Linked DNA regions of Sus scrofa: region 2 is linked to region 1. Evidence: chromatin contacts called from public HiChIP or PLAC-seq data. All regions are on one chromosome and are shown on one strand. The core of a region is the stretch at or near the end of the contact, and the rest is flanking DNA. Distances in the headings are between cores, read along the strand shown.

Region 1 (3,553 bases), core at 736-3,235:
GAAAGCCTTCCCTGGACCCACTTTCTCTCCAGTGACTATCACCCTCTCTTCCTTCAGAGCCATGTCTCCGGAAAGTCACCCGCTCGTGCTTCCCTTCCGTCTGCTCCATTCATCATTCATCTCCAATCCACTCTCATCTGGCTTCCACTTCCACCACGTCAACGAAGCTGCTCTTGCCAAATCAACGGAAGGATAAATCAGTTCTCATCGGACCAGAAGGGAACTCTCAGCAGCTCTCCCGTCGCGCCCCTGCCTTGGAACCGGCTCATTTCGGGGACACACACGTGCAGGGCCGGGATGCCTTCCTCTCCTTGGGCTGCTCCTTCCCAGGCTGACCCCTCCTCAGAGTCTGGCCCCGCGCCTCTCATCACTCAGTACTTAGAATCCGCCCAGGGGATTGCATCTGTCTTCTTGGCTTTAAACACTGTTGGTAATTTTCCCATTTACCTTTCTAGCTCATGTTTCTCTGCTCAGTTCTAGACAGCCTATCCATGCCTACTTCAGAGTCTCACTTAGGCTTTTTTAAAAACACTTGATTTTGGAGCTCAACATCTCTCCTAAAAACAACAAAATTTACAACTAAATGCTGAGCAAACTTCAACCAAAAGGACCGGAAACCTTCAAAAAGATATCCTCCTCCAGAAGACAAAGACTCCTCAAGAGGCAGGAGGGTGATCACATGCTATAAGCAACCCCACACCCCCGGGTGGGGAGCCCCACAGACTGGAAAGTAACTGGTTCACAAAGACTCACCTACAGGAGAGTTCTGAGCCCCACATCAAACTCTCACGTGCGGGGATCTGGCACTGGGAGAAAGAGCCCCCGGAGCATCTGGCATTGAAGGCCAGTGGGGCTTGTGCGCAGGAGCTCCACGGGACTGGGGGAAACGGAGACCCCATTCTTAAAAGGTGCACAGACTTTCACGTGCACTGGGTCCCAGGGCAAAGCATAGTCTCTATAGGAATCTGGGTCAAACCTGACTGCAGTTCTTGGAGGCCCTCCTGGGAAAACAGGGGTGAACGTGGCTTGTCGTGGGGCAGGGACATTGGAAGCAAAGCTCTCGAGAATATTCAGCAGCTGCCTCTTTGGAGGTGGCCATTTGGGGAAAATCTGGCCCCACCCATCAGCGCTGAGAAGCCCCAGGGCAAACAACAATCCAGGTGGGATCACAGCCCCATCAGTAAACAGGCTGCCTAAAGAGCCCCCAGGCACACAGCTGCCTCTAATCCCCTCCGGAGACAGAGCCCACCCACAAGAGGGACGGGAATCAGCTCCGCCTTCCAGTGAGCAGGCATCAGGCCCTCCCACAAGGAAGCCTACAGCAAGCCCCTGTACCAACTTCAGCCACAAGGGGGGCAGACACCAGAACTAAGAGAGGCTACAACTCTGTTATCTGTAAAATGGTCACCACACCAAAAACCTATACAAATGAAAAGACAGAGAGCTATAACTCAGAGGAGGGAAAAAGAAAAAACCCCAGAAAATCAGCTAAGTGATGAGGAGATTCTCAGCCTCCAGGAAAAGGACTTTAGATTGTGGAAGCTGAAGATGATATCAGAGCCTCCCTTAGAAGCTTCTCACTTGGCCTATGCTCAGTTTTCATCTTTCCTCTCAACACTGCTCCTTCTCTGGGCTTCTCAATCCACCCAGCGTCTCACACCAGAAAACTTATGGCCATCCCCCCACCCCCCACCCCCTGTCACCTGCCCACGTATCGCATCCTCTGTGTCCCATCCCTCGACAAGTCCTGACAGGCTTCCTCCTACAAAACTCTGCAATTAATTCAGTTCTTTCCATCTCCACTGCCATCAGCCCTAGACCAAGCAACTATCACCTCACCTGGATAAGAAGAAAGTACAGCCTGCACACTCTCACTTCTCTCTAATCCATTTCTACAGTGCAGGCAGAGTATACAATCACAGATATGAGTCAGATTTCATCATTTCCTTGCTTAAATTCCTTGCGTTGTTTCCTTTCAAGATAAAGGAATTTCAAAATCCTTAGGAAGCATGTCAAAGCCTCAGTGGTTTTGGCCTCATCACCCCACCCCCTCCACTGTCACCACCTCTACTCCTCTCCTCATTCACTCGGTGCTGCAGCCCATCTGGCCTTCCCTCGGTTCCTCATAAGCGACAAACTCTTTTCATCTTCTGCACATGCTGCCCCTCCCCCAGCATCACCTGATTCATTCATGCTCGAGGTCTCAGTCTCAATGTCACTTTCTCAAGGAGGCCACTCCTCTGCGACTCCATCATCTCCAGAAAAAGCTCTGTTAATTACTCTCACAGCCCCTATACTGTTCTTTGCAGCCCTTTTCAAGTTGTGACTGCATGGTTATCACATGACTCCTCCTGTCCCCACGTGAAAAAGTCAACTGCAGAAGAACAGGAGCTGTTCTGGTTTGTTTGTCATCATTTTATCTCCTCCACCAGCACGGTGCCTGACAGAGAAGGCACTCAAATATCTGGTATTAGAACAGGTGACTGAATGAATTAGAAGACAGTTAAACGTAATTTGCTTTGAAGCATTTCATAGTTTATAAACATAATATTCAGTTAATAGTTTAGTTAGGCTATGGCTAAGTTTCAGTATCCTCAAATGTATTTCTAAAACTATTCCATTAGAAAGTTTTTATTCGTGTAGACATACCTTTCCCCAAAAGGTTAACATAATTGTTTTCCTAGGCATTCATATATTACTACTACTGCTAATAATAATATTATTATGTATAGAATACCAAACATGCTTCATAAAAGATAAGTATCACAACCTCCATTTTTTTTTTTTTTTTTTTTTGTCTTTTTGCTATTTCTTTGGGCCGCTCCCGCGGCATATAGAGGTTCCCAGGCTAGGGGTCCCATCGGAGCTGTAGCCGCCAGCCTACGCCAGAGCCACAGCAACGCGGGATCCGAGCCGCGTCTGCAACCTACACCACAGCTCACGGCAACGCCGGATCGTTAACCCACTGAGCAAGGGCAGGGACTGAACCCGCAACCTCATGGTTCCTAGTTGGATTCGTTAACCACTGCGCCACGACCGGAACTCCACAACCTCCATTTTTAAAGATGGTCAAACTGAGGCTCAGAGAAGCTAAGTAATCGGCTCAAAGTTATACAGCTAGAAATGTGCAGTGGTGGGACTCAAACTCATACTAACTCAAAAGTCAATGTTTTTTCTAATATATCATGCTATCTCCAATATCACACTTACTTAGCAATATCTACCATTTGTTAAAAACACAACATCTGTATGTAAGTCTCTGAGGCTTAAAACACCTTTAAATGATTATTTCAGCTTTAAAATGAGCTTTAAAATTTCAGTCTCTCATATATTAAAGCTAATTGTATCCTACTCGTATAAAACAACCTAAGACTCATTTAAAATGACACCCTTGTTCCATATCCAAGTAACCTATACTTTATTCTACAACATAAATTTAGCTTCCAGTTAATTTCCTTCTCTGCAGAGACCTCAATTAACTTTAAAAAATGGAACCATCACATTAGGGGAAAATGAGCATACCGATCTCCATTTTTCAGAAAACTTCGCAGGA
Region 2 (4,045 bases), core at 110-2,609, 66 kb before region 1:
TTCTTTGTAGTACTAAGTTATTTTTCTCCCTGGGCTGAAGGGAATATAATGCCTGTTTTCCCAGATGTGCTTTTACTTTGAATCACCGTCATAAAAACGGCAGGAGCCAAGCAGACTTTTAATGAACTGAAACTTCTAAAAACTGAAACTTGGGAGTTTCCTGTACATGTTGTCACTATTGTGGCTCAGGTGGCTACTGTGGCATGGGTTCATCCTCTGGCCTGGGAACTTCTCTGTGTCACGAGTGTGGCCAAAAACCAAAACTGAAACTGAAGTATTAGATTTTCTGTTTAAAGAGGGTGGAATTAAGCAGGATCACAGGAGTTCCCGTCGTGGCGCAGTGGTTAACGAATCCGACTAGGAACCATGAGGTTGCGGTTCGATCCCTGCCCTTGCTCAGTGGGTTAAGGATCCGGCGTTGCCGTGAGCTGTGGTGTAGGTTGCAGACGCGGCTCGGATCCCGCGTTGCTGTGGCTCTGGCGTAGGCCGGTGGCTACAGCTCCGATTCAACCCCTAGCCTGGGAACCTCCATATGCCGCGGGAGCGGCCCAAAGAAATAGCAAAAAGACAAAAAAAAAAAAAAAAAAAAAAAAAGCAGGATCACAGAAACTCCCTCTACTTGTGCCCAAGAAATAACACAGAAATTTGACAACAGAACAAAAACACAACCACCTCCAACAGCCAAAGAGTCAATCATACAAGGAAAGAGGGTAGAGCTCTTACAAGTGCCAGTCAAGGACAGAAGCAGAAGCTTCTAGAACCACCTGGTTTCATGCCATCTCGGACTGGGAAAATCTGTCCAGCAAGGAAATCCTGAGCCCCGCACCACTGCCCTTGGATGCGAAGGGCAGCCCTGGGGGAGGGGGACGGGCAAGGGACCATCTGAGAGGGGGGGTCCCGGGACCTGCGCGGGCAGGAAGGGCTGGCCTGGGCTTGCTGTCAGCCAGGTGGGGTGCAGGGCTGACAGGAGGAGCTGGAGCCCCCAGGGGGCAAGGCCAGTAGCCTCACAGCACGGCTCTGCTGGCAAGGGCGCCCCGCACCACCCGGATGTCTGGGGCTGGACGCGTGGCAGGAGCTCTTTGAAGGCCACCCTTGTTGCTTCCTGCTTACTCAGCAGACCTCGGGCTCTCCTGCTTCCCCAGCTTAGAGCAAAGAAGAAGCCTGTACTCATTTCCTTCTTGCGCCGGGTTTTCAGGGTCTTCGCAGCTGTGTTCTGCGCCCACGCAGCTCCTCCTCCCCGCCCCCCGCCCCATCCATAAATACCCTTCAAACGAAAACCCCCAGGGGCCTCCGCTTGGGCTGGCCTCTCAGGGCTAGAAGGCTCCCCTCTGGTGAGACAGGAGGCCCAGCGGGGCTGGAGAGGTGGCCCTCCTGTCCCTGCTCCTCTTCCTCTTTCAATAAAGGGTGACGTCGGTCTGAGTCAGACACACCCGTTTGCCCACCCGGCAGGACTCCAGCTTGCTTCAGTGACTATTCCTCATCCACAGTGGAACGAGATTCTGCAGGATTCCATGTCTTTGCCTCCACGGAGAAGCTTTATAAATGCCATATTCATTAACTCATTCAGTCTCTTGCCTTTCTCAGCCGTTTGTTTTTTTTTTTTTTTTTGGTCTTTTTGCTATTTCTTGGTCTTGGGCCTCTCCCGCGGCATATGGAGATTCCCAGGCTAGGGGTCCAATCGGAGCTGTAGCCACCGGCCTACACCAGAGCCACAGCAACGCGGGATCCGAGCCGCGTCTGCAACCTACACCACAGCTCACGGCAACGCCAGATCCTTAACCCACTGAGCAAGGGCAGGGACCGAACCCGCAACCTCATGGTTCCTAGTCGGATTCGTTAACCACTGCGCCACGACGGGAACTCCTCTCAGCCGTTCTTTAGGAAACCAAAGCCAGGTTCTCGCCGTTAGAAGCCAGTGCGGGCATTCTCCCAACGTTGTCACACTGGAGCAGGCACAGGTGCACGTCCACGAGTCATCACTGGAGGGTGGCCTCTAAGTATCTCCAGATCTCCTCTGCGAGACCTGCACACTCTCATCTTTGCCCTTCATCCTGTCTTTCTCTCCAGGTGGTGGGGTTGCCACCTTCTGTTGTCCATGCTCTGAAGAGGTTCTGGGAGGGGTGGCCTGGACAGCCCGCTGGCCATCAGGCTGGGAAATCAAGGGCTCTCAGGGCCAGATGGGGCTTGGAAATGTCGCCTTTTATCGCCTCTCTACACCCACCCTCAGCAGAGCTGAGCCTCAGCCCCACACCTGCCATTCCAGTTCCGTGAAAGTCCCCCTGTACTTAACCTCATCACCATAGGCACACATTTGATTCTAATCCGCCCACTTCCTGCTGGCACCCAGATTCCTAAGAATTGAATACTCGGCGCTTCCTGGAAAATGAAATCTCAAACCTCAGAGCCTTCTGCAGCTGGAAGGGAGAAGGTTTTCAAAATTAGTGTGGTTTCCTAAGTTGCTAGGATGCCTTCCACGCAGGCTTTGCACTTAGGACCATTTGAATTATACATAGAGAGCTGTGGACTGGTGCACAGCTTCCAACCGCTAGAAATTATATTTCCCTCCATTTTGATAATTAGTTCAAGGTCTTCACCACAAGTGACATCATGTCTCAGAACAAAAATAGGTCCCTATGAAGACTCTGTAATGTCTTCTGTCTGGCAGGTTCTATTTCCTCTTTATGTCCTAGTCTCCTCACCTTTCTAATTGGCTCTCCAACCACAAAGCTTTTTCCTGTTGCCGTCTGGAGCCTTAGATAATCAGATATAGTCTGACTAGGTGAGGTTAGGAGCTTAGCTATGCTGACTGCATTTCAGTTTACCTGGGCCGAAGGATCCAGGGCTCTGGAAAATGAGACGGTGGGCATTAGAGCCTATGCCATAGAGACACGATGCTTATGAACCAAAGAGCTTAGATGGACCTTAGGCAGAGCTGGGGTGGGAATCATTTACATCCTCTATTAATTCTAGTTGGAGTGGGATAAAACAGCCTCTCCTACTGAGCATGACCTATAGTGAACTGCACATACACAAGCTCACTTAACACAGAAGAGACCTCTGAAAATTTCCCGTCTAACACATGAGAATGAGGTTGAGAGGGTAAGAAACTTGTCAAACACACTGAGATTCAAGGTCATGGGCCAGGTCCGAGGTTGTGCTGCCTATCTGCAGGCTCCTACTGGGACAAGCCCTGGGACCCAGAGGCCACCATGACCAAGGGTTGCTTGGGCACTAAGAGGTGTTTATGAATTTATTACCTATTGCCAGTTTCACACCTGGAATTTAGAAATGAGAAGAACTATTATGAGAGGGAAATCTCTCTCCCCATCAGTCTGAAACAAAGACATTCTCTTTATGTTGTACTCCAGAGGGCAAAAATAAAAACAAAATACATTTCATTTCCACATACAAAAAGCATGGATTGCAGACTTTTTTTGCGGCTAATTGTATCTCTGCAACAGTTGGGGGGAACGCATAGTAAAAAGTAATCTTTGAGGGCTTGGGAACTATGATGTTTACTTTAAAAATCAAGAAAATGGAAATTATAGAAACTTTTAGATCCATCACCCCTTTAACAAGCATACTTAACCCTTTAGATTTAACTCTTAATTAGTTCCTAAAAACAGAAACTCAAACAGGGGCAGATAGGCTGTTTTGAGGAAAACATTTGAATGGAAATCAAAAGACCTGATTCTAGTCCTCACAATTCTATTAGGTAGCCGTTTGATGCATCCTGTAATGGACAAGAAAGGCACCAGAATGAAACCTGCCGTCTCAAAACAAGGTGATTTGTAAAGTTCCACTAGCTCTGAAATTCTAAGGGCTAAGGAGTTATGCATCAATCAGTGCCAAAAATCATATAAAGATTACTCCCCAACAAAACCCCCATTGCTTTAGTTTATTTTAGTGTCCTTTTGATTAATGTGGTTTATAGGAATGAGTGATGGATCAACAGAGCTAATCCGCTTAAAGTATTTAGAAACTCAAAAAATTCCCAACTACTGAAATTACGCTTAAACTTGTTGACGTGAGAGAGCTCTTCTAG

The links. HiChIP or PLAC-seq counts read pairs in DNA pulled down with a chosen protein or histone mark.
Region 2: an H3K27ac HiChIP or PLAC-seq map of alveolar macrophages shows a contact between it and region 1. The contact joins two enhancer-like sites. A contact is called at or near these places in 1 of 47 Hi-C or Micro-C datasets (epiblast stem cells) and 1 of 2 datasets of contacts at active chromatin or transcription factors (alveolar macrophages).

Annotation. Positions count from the first base shown.
Region 1 is chr9:131,442,798-131,446,350 of Sscrofa11.1, reverse strand. The region is part of intron 3 of LPGAT1 (acyl-CoA:lysophosphatidylglycerol acyltransferase 1); the gene reads right to left. Among named protein-coding and RNA genes, the nearest start is that of LPGAT1, 61 kb to the right of the region's middle. Within about 2 kb of position 1,985, at least 9 of the 83 cell types and tissues checked have an H3K27ac peak or open chromatin away from gene starts, as enhancers often do. A contact at or near this core is called in alveolar macrophages, where this site is marked.
Region 2 is chr9:131,507,340-131,511,384 of Sscrofa11.1, reverse strand. No RefSeq gene overlaps it. Among named protein-coding and RNA genes, the nearest start is that of NEK2, 38 kb to the left of the region's middle. Within about 2 kb of position 1,359, at least 17 of the 83 cell types and tissues checked have an H3K27ac peak or open chromatin away from gene starts, as enhancers often do. A contact at or near this core is called in alveolar macrophages, where this site is marked.